Regions from separate parts of the Mus musculus genome. Here region 1 is linked to region 2. A link is a contact called in public HiChIP or PLAC-seq data. All regions are on one chromosome and are shown on one strand. Each heading gives the region's core, a stretch centred on a gene start, on an enhancer-like site or on the middle of the called end of the contact. The rest is flanking DNA. Distances are from core to core; before and after follow the strand shown.

Region 1 (3,776 bases), core at 1,127-3,626, 37 kb after region 2:
GTAGTATGACATCACCCACAGATTCTATTTCCAGGCTATCATGAACCGCTCAGCGGTTCATGCAAATGTTCTCTGAATTTACTGTTTGGATTCAAAGTCAACACTGGAAGAGCCTAAAGAAGCCAACAAAAGAGCTGTTGGAGGTCAAAGCAGCTTCAACACAACGACCCGCAAGGAAAGTGGATGGTTTCTCTTGTACATGTTTCTGTGAGGCAGGGCCGGGACATGTATCTAGAGTTGGCTCTGAACTCACAATTCTCCTGCCTTAGCTGTGTTAGCATGGGCCACCCAGGCTGACTGGCACCCGGCTTCTTCGTTTTGTGTGTGCCTAAGTGTGTGGTACTTCTGCATAGTGTGTATTCATGGCGGTCAGAGGTCCACCTCCTGGCCTCCCCATGTCTTTCCTCATGGTCCAGGACTGTTGTTTGGTTTTTTTTTTTTTTAAAGAAAGAGTCTGTCACTGGCCTGGGACTCCCGAAGTAGGCTAGGTTAGCTTGCCAGCAAACCCTAAAGATCCACCTGTTTCAGCAGACTCAGCACTGTGACCATAAATTAACACCACCCTGCTTGGCGCTTTATAAAAGAAAACAAACAAGCAAACAAAAGAACTCGGGTTCTGGAGGTTGAATAACACAGACTCTCAATCATTCTACAGCCGAGCCTCTTCCCTAGCGTCAGGCAGTAGATTTCTAATTGTCTGAACTGATTTGTTGTAAACCTAGAGATTAGCTTCATACTTAAAGTCTGTATTCTCTAAGGTATATGTTAAACGTGTAAAAAGTCTTTGAACCCTGGGAATACAGAACTGGCTTAGACTCAGATGTAGAAAGAGAACAAGATCATTGCCATTATTAGGATAAAGTTGTCATTAGATAATTTTTGAAGAAGAAGAAGAAAGAACTTTCAAGCTCTGCCCACCGAATTTCTTAGTTTTGTAGATGTTTTGGCCAAGCTGGGGTTAGTGAGACCCAGAGCTGTGGCAAGAACCAGACTCCCACACCGCGGGATACATAACAAAGCCCTTCCCTGCACAGATTCAACAGGGGCTGGGCCCACAGCTCTGTTTACCAGACAGGACTAGAAGCTTTCTGGAGGCTATTCTTAGGGAATACAGAGCCTCGGCCCCTCTCCATGCCATTCTGGGTGGAAGGAAGCAGGATAAAATGTGAATACAGTTTTGTGGATCGAAAGAGACGAACTGCAGCTGAAACAGCTCCTCCAGCTGTTACCTTTTGCTTAAGCCCTCTTTCTAAAAAACCTGAGTTCCATTTTTTTTTAAAGTGTAAATGTCTACCGGAGTGTGGATGGCGTTCCTCTTCCACACCCACTTGGTGTGGGAGGCGGTGCCAGAGTCTGTCTGCAGGACTGTCGGAGCCTGCAGGGAGCTGGGAGCTGGATGCGCCTCATCTGTGATTCCAAAAGCGATCCTGCCTACGTTCCAGGTTTCCAGCTTGTCACTGTTTATCTGATCATCTCTTTGGCCATTTTAGTACACAGGGATTCAATCACTAACCACGAGACTGTTTCCCAGCTTCTCCTTCCTCCCCACTCACATGCACTTGGCCAGATGGACCGACCCATGCACACGCTGGTTCCGTTATTCACAGGGCATTCACAGCCTATGAACCTGTGAAACCGGAGTCGCCCTGCGTCCTGGAAGGGAGACGCGCACCGCCCCCGCGTCCCGACCTCTGGCTTACCTTTTCGTGGGTGGACACAGTGGCCAGACAGCCCCAGGAGCTAGCGTGGGCTAGGGAGCGGGCGGTGCCGGCATGCACCCTGGGGCCAGGGGATGCCTCAGATGAGCCGCTCTCCCGCCGGTAGGAGAACATGCCACGCGCGGCCGGTGCGGGCCTGGCGCGGGCGGAGCCCCGAGGTCGCAGGTGCGTGTCCTCCTTGTGCGCCGAGGCCGGAAAGCTCTGCTGCCAGATGCTACTCGAGTCCTCCAGCAGCGCGGGCAGCGCCTCCTCAGTGGATGCACTGTCCAGCTCCTCATCTACCTCGTTGGTGACAGCCCAGGACACGGAGCTCACGATCACGTAGCCGGCGGCTGGGGACAACAGGGCGCTGCAGCATAGCAACCAGGACAGGCGACTCCCTGGCCAAGCAGGACGCTCCCTGCCGGACAGCGACATCTTCTTGGAGGCGACGCGCCCTGTGGCGGGGACCACTGACCAAGCAGCGGCCAGCCAGGGGCGCCCCCCTGCGGCGGAGCGTGCGTCGGAACCCTTCTCCTCGTGATAGGATTCCCGGGTTGAGGGTCTCCAATCAGTCCGGGGGCCGGGGTTCCCTATTGCCTTACACTCCCGTAAGAAGCGAAGTCTGCTGCACGACCAGAGTCCCCTGCGTCCACCGCCGCTGCTGGGCGCAGAGTCCACGCGTGTCTTGGTTTTCCGCAGGATGGCAAGCGTTTTGCAGCCAGAGGGTGGGCGTTCACAGCTCAGGCTCAATGCACTCCTCCGCTCGTCAGCTGTGCGACTCTACCAAGCTGATTAACTTCTCTGAGCCAACAAGAAGGGCATCACCAGGCTCAGTTATTGCACCCCATCACCTCCGCAGAACCGGGAACCACAATACACCCACATCTTCCATCACTCACCCAGTCAGCAGTGTCCTGCGGTTAGCGACACAGACTAATAGAACTTTATTGTTGTTGGGTGTTTTGTTTTGTTTTTTGTTTTTTGTTTTTTTTTTTTGTTTTTTTGTTTTTGTTTTTGTTTTTTTTCGAGACGGGGTTTCTCTGTATATCCCTGGCTGTCCTGGAACTCACTCTGTAGACCAGGCTAGCCTCGAACTCAGAAATCTGCCTGCCTCTGCCTCCCAAATGCTGGGATTAAAGGCGTGTGCCACCTCTGCCCGGCTTAATAGCGTATTTTAAAAACCATCTTGTTCCAGTAAGAAGTTTAATAGATATCAAAATAACTTCAAAGTAATTATAATTTCTTACCTGTTCTTATGATATCCAGTCTTTGTCCCACCATGGAATATTTTCTATCGCTTATATTCCTAAAATGCAAGAGTCCTGCACTAACTGGTTCTATAAGAAAGTATCTTGAAATGGGATTTGAGTTTTTCCTACATGTCTTCACTGTGCCCTGCTGTGAAACTCCTGTGACTCTTCCTGGATGCCTGGATGTCAGCTGTGAACACAGCTGGTCTCTTTCTCTTTGCATGGGAACTTCTTGTCTCTCCCTGGATGCCCCTGGCTGCTCTTTCTCTCTCTCTCCCCTCCCCACCCCCCACCCCACAACCCCTTCTCTGCTCTCCGTCTGCTTTGAAACATTGATGGTGTCTTCAGTTTCTCCCCAAGACATCTTGTTTACTCTCATGGCTTCTGCTGTTATCGGCTGCTGCTCTCTCCCCAGCTTCACAGACCCTCTTATCCCCTGTTTAGGGGAAAGATGTGTTCCATGGTCTTGAGAGGCACAATGGGGAGTCATGGAAATACTACACACTGCAGCCAGGTATGATGGCACACACCTGTTATCTATCCTAGCACTCGACAGGTGGAGGCAGGAGATTCAGGAGTTCAAGGTCAGACTTAGCTAGGTAAGCAAATTTGAGACCAGCCTAGACTACATGAGACACCACCTCAAGATCCACCATAAAAACCAACAACTCCTCCTCCCTGAAATACAAATTAAAAATAATCCAGATCTTGTCCTATCATGTTCTGATTGTGGGATAGTGGCATGTCACTGTTGCCTCTACAAAATGGGGACGGTTACATCTCCCCCACCGGGGTTTGGGTGTCAAGCCTGACATCTCTAGTTTCA
Region 2 (3,615 bases), core at 73-2,572:
CAAAGGGGTCTCGAGCCCCTTGAGGAAGGCTGAGAACCACTGCCTTAAGGTAAAGAGGCCTCCTGTGAGAGTCTAACCTACAGGTTAGATGCAGGGCTGTGCCTGGGACTGGGAAGCAGGGTGGCTGTTAGTATTGCGATGGAGCTGCACCTGTGTGGGAAAACTTCCGATCAAAGACTCAGAACCCCCCAGGCATAGGTGAAGCCTTTCTTGCCAAGCTGGTTCAAAAGTTTCTGATGTGTTAGGATGTGAGGAGAAAGTCTCTCTCCCACCCACTCCAGAAAGCCTAAAAGGCTCCATAGGGCTTTTGTCTGACCTTGGACAGCTGCACAGTGACCTTGAGGGGCTTACAGTTTTCAGTTTCTCTCACAGCTGGCGCTGTCTGTTGCTTATATCCTGGCCTGATTCATAAGACTCTTACTCTGAGGTAATTATTACTTTTTCAATAAAAGCATCTGGACAGAGATATTCTTTATAAGCGATATCCACCAGAATATACTTGCAGAATATAGGACACTATAGGACAAGCAGTAACAATGATTAATATGTCCCAAGACAAACAAACCCCACGAAACATTCAAGATAAATACATGATCTTTTCCAAGTATTTATGGAAAGATGACTTTTGCACAAGATAGATCTAAATCTAGAGGGCTTGGAGAGACGGTGCAGAGGTTAAGGGCCCACAGGACTCTGCAGCAGATGGAATTCTGGTCCTAGCAGCCTTTGGGGGCAGTTCACAACTGCTTGTAATTCCAGCTCCAGGGGATCTGGTGCCCGATTCTGGCCTCTGTGGGTGCTGCACTCACATGTACAACACTACATTTAGACACACACACACACACAACTTCAAAATAAATTCTAAAATAAAAAGATCTAGATGATGTTACTTTTAGTTTAAAGATCTTGACTGCCTCATTTGTGTTTCTGGAATCCGATGGCTCTTAGTTCTATCAGATGCAGTAAGTTTTCCTGGAACCAAGTACTGAAGGCTTACTTTATAGACAGTAAAATGATGAAGAAAATAGAAACAAGAAGGGGCTTTGCGGGCTCACGCTATTCCTCTTGGAAGGCTGCGACAGGAGGATGGACCAAGAGGATGAGATTAGGTTACCTCTGGTTTCTTTGTGTGAGTGTGAGCCCCTTGGCAGAGGCAGAAGGAAGTTAAGAATCACAACTGAAACAGGTTTGGGAAATTTGAGCATTAACCTTTTCTCCTGGTTTCTCAGAAAAATGGAGAAAAACTCCCTTTTGCCTTACTGAAGGGAAGTGTGGCCAGTGCGCTGGCCTTGCGCGCACTGGCCTTGCCTGTTTGTGGCAGTCACTGCGGTCTCTCTGCTAGGCCCTCGAGAGAAATGCTCTGACCCCCGTGGCAATGGCTACAGAGAAAAGTCCACACTGTTGGAAATAGATGTGTCTGGGGCCGGTACTTTCGGGAGCCGGTGCAAGCTGCGTAGCCTCTCTAGGTGTCTGAAAACATCTGGTGCTGATACGGCTCAAGGCCAAACAACCCAAAAGCCTCGGGCGGGCGAGCTGAGCAACTCCAGGACAGGTAGGTTAACACAAAGGCAGCATCTTCTGCAGGAAGTTAGGACCCAGTGAGCTCTTGATAAGAAGAGCATTTACAAGCTTGAAGACTGCAGGGGAAGGAAGCAGATGTAATCTCCCACTACAGAAGTTCCCTTTTCTGCCCTATAAAACTCCAACCCGCCCCACCCCCCACCCCCACTCCTAAGCACATTCCCCAGGAGTGGCTTCTGCCCTTGGCTGTTCTGATTAAAGGAAAACCTGCTTCTGTAGGGTCTGGTCTCCAATGTTCTCTAGCCTGGAGCGATTCTAACAATCAGCCAACTGATCTAACTCTAGCCTCCGGCTCACACAAGGCCTGAGTAAGCACACTTGGGAAAGGCTTCTCTGTTCTGCCCTCCTCATCTTTTACAAGTAGCTGTTCCTACAGCCTGTATCTGGATCCTGGACCCTGGCGGGGGCTTCAGTAGCTGCGCTGAGGATATTGAAGAAGTAAGAGAGGAGGGCAACCCCAGGAGCGGAGGAGTAAGACCCACCTCCATCCTTATTGGACTTCCCCAAAGCATGGGGGAAGGAAAGAAGTTGAGTCAAGATGGGGTTTAATGTTTGCTTCAAGGACAAGCGACTGTAAATAAAGTTCCACTGCTCAGTCACCAGGGGGCGCACTAAATCTTTGCCTCCTACAAAATTCCCAAGTTTGGAAACTGTAAGTTTGTTAGAAACTCCCAAAGGTCCCACCGCTTATCTAGAAATGTCCAGGAGATGAAGAAACCACCGTGAGACATGGAGCAGGTAAGGACGATCAGAGCAAGAAGTGAAACCATTCATCCTCAGATACCTCGGTTCTTGCCAGGGGGATCCGACAGTAGACAAAGGGCTTCTGTGGGATGTGAAAAAACGAGGGACGTCGAGGCACAGCCAGCACTATAGCCCCCCTACGGTGAGCCAAGCAGGCTTGGGGATAATCTCGTTCTAGTGGGGAGAAACTGAGGTAGAAACGAACCCCTCGTGCTTGAAAGTTGGTGAAGCAATGAAATGAAGTCAATTCTGTCTCCAAACCAATTTTAAGTTCTAGTATGGGGGAAGACACTACAGACCAGTGTTGGTGTCCCAGTGAGCTGAGAGGAGGAGGAGGAGGAGGAGCAGGAGGAGCAGGAGGAGGAGCGAAGCACAAACAAGAAGCAAGAAGCTAAATGGTGTTCCCGGCTTGTAGAGTCAGGGTAACTAACACCAATGACCAAAAAAAAAAAAAAAAAAAAAAAAAAAAAAAAAAAATGGCTGTTGCATGCCCGGTTATTTCTGTCACCGTATCCCATCCATTGAAACTAGTCTCTCTCTCTGATCTCTCCTCTGCTTGGTTACGTTTGTGCAGCTGTGATGGAAAGCAGAGAGCCAGACAGGAGTGAGGGGCAGCAATGACCTCGTAGGCCACCTCTATCAATTGGGACTTTTGCAGCTAGGCCCCACCCCAAACATTTCCCTACCTCTGTAAACTCCATCAATGGCTGGGGACCAGTGTTCAGACCACGCAGCAAGCCTGTGGGAGACTTGTTCTTTAAAACCAGAACATCCCTTAAGTCCAATTCCTCACAAGATTGCATTAGTCCCCTGGTTTCAGCATAATGGTTTTACACTCTAGCAATTGTGACTCCATCTTAAATTTTACCCTGGTCTTTTGGGGCTCAGTGTAGAAGCTCAGTCCAAAACAATAGCCCCCAGAAATTCCTATTTCTTTAAAAATTAATATTCCTGGGCCAGGGGATGTAGCTAGGTTGGTAGAATATTTATGTTGCATGCATGGAGCCCTGAAGGGTTCAGACACTGGCAGGACACAAACCTGGATGTGGTTGATCATGCCTGTAATCTCATGTTGAGGAGGAAGGATGCTCACAAGTGGAAGGATCAGATATTCAAAGTGATCTTCTGCCCAGTGAGTTCAAGGCCACTCGCAGGGACAGCCAGATGTCTCCTATAAGTCCCTTAACCATCCTTTTAGCTACTGTAGCTGTTCCCACCTGACTTTTGCTTTGCCTACACACAGAGCCATTCCGCAGGAAGAGAAAGCGTGGCTGCTGTCTAAGTAATCCC

Evidence for each region. HiChIP or PLAC-seq counts read pairs in DNA pulled down with a chosen protein or histone mark.
Region 1: an H3K27ac HiChIP or PLAC-seq map of embryonic stem cells shows a contact between it and region 2, with 14 read pairs. The contact joins the promoter of Creg2 here to the enhancer-like site in region 2. A contact is called at or near these places in 7 of 39 promoter capture datasets (the 3T3-L1 cell line, cranial neural crest, frontonasal cranial neural crest and 4 more), 2 of 15 datasets of contacts at CTCF or cohesin (CD8 T cells and stem cell-derived epiblast-like cells), 50 of 484 Hi-C or Micro-C datasets (the AtT-20 cell line, the C2C12 cell line, ECoMG-derived neutrophils and 30 more), 11 of 115 datasets of contacts at active chromatin or transcription factors (astrocytes, bone marrow-derived dendritic cells, bone marrow-derived macrophages and 5 more) and 4 of 9 other capture datasets (adipose tissue, embryonic stem cells, liver and 1 more).

The regions. Positions count from the first base shown.
Region 1 is chr1:39,648,806-39,652,581 of GRCm38.p6, forward strand. Creg2 (cellular repressor of E1A-stimulated genes 2) reads right to left here and starts at 2,377. Exons shown (of 4, transcript NM_170597.4): 1 at 1,701-2,377. The coding sequence starts at 2,135. It overlaps D930019O06Rik (a long non-coding RNA gene), which reads left to right and starts at 2,663. Exons shown (of 2, transcript XR_001778897.2): 1 at 2,663-3,464.
Region 2 is chr1:39,612,924-39,616,538 of GRCm38.p6, forward strand. No RefSeq gene overlaps it. Among named protein-coding and RNA genes, the nearest start is that of Gm51620, 22 kb to the left of the region's middle. Within about 2 kb of position 1,323, at least 89 of the 459 cell types and tissues checked have an H3K27ac peak or open chromatin away from gene starts, as enhancers often do. A contact at or near this core is called in ECoMG-derived neutrophils, the HPC-5 cell line, adipose tissue and 10 more, where this site is marked.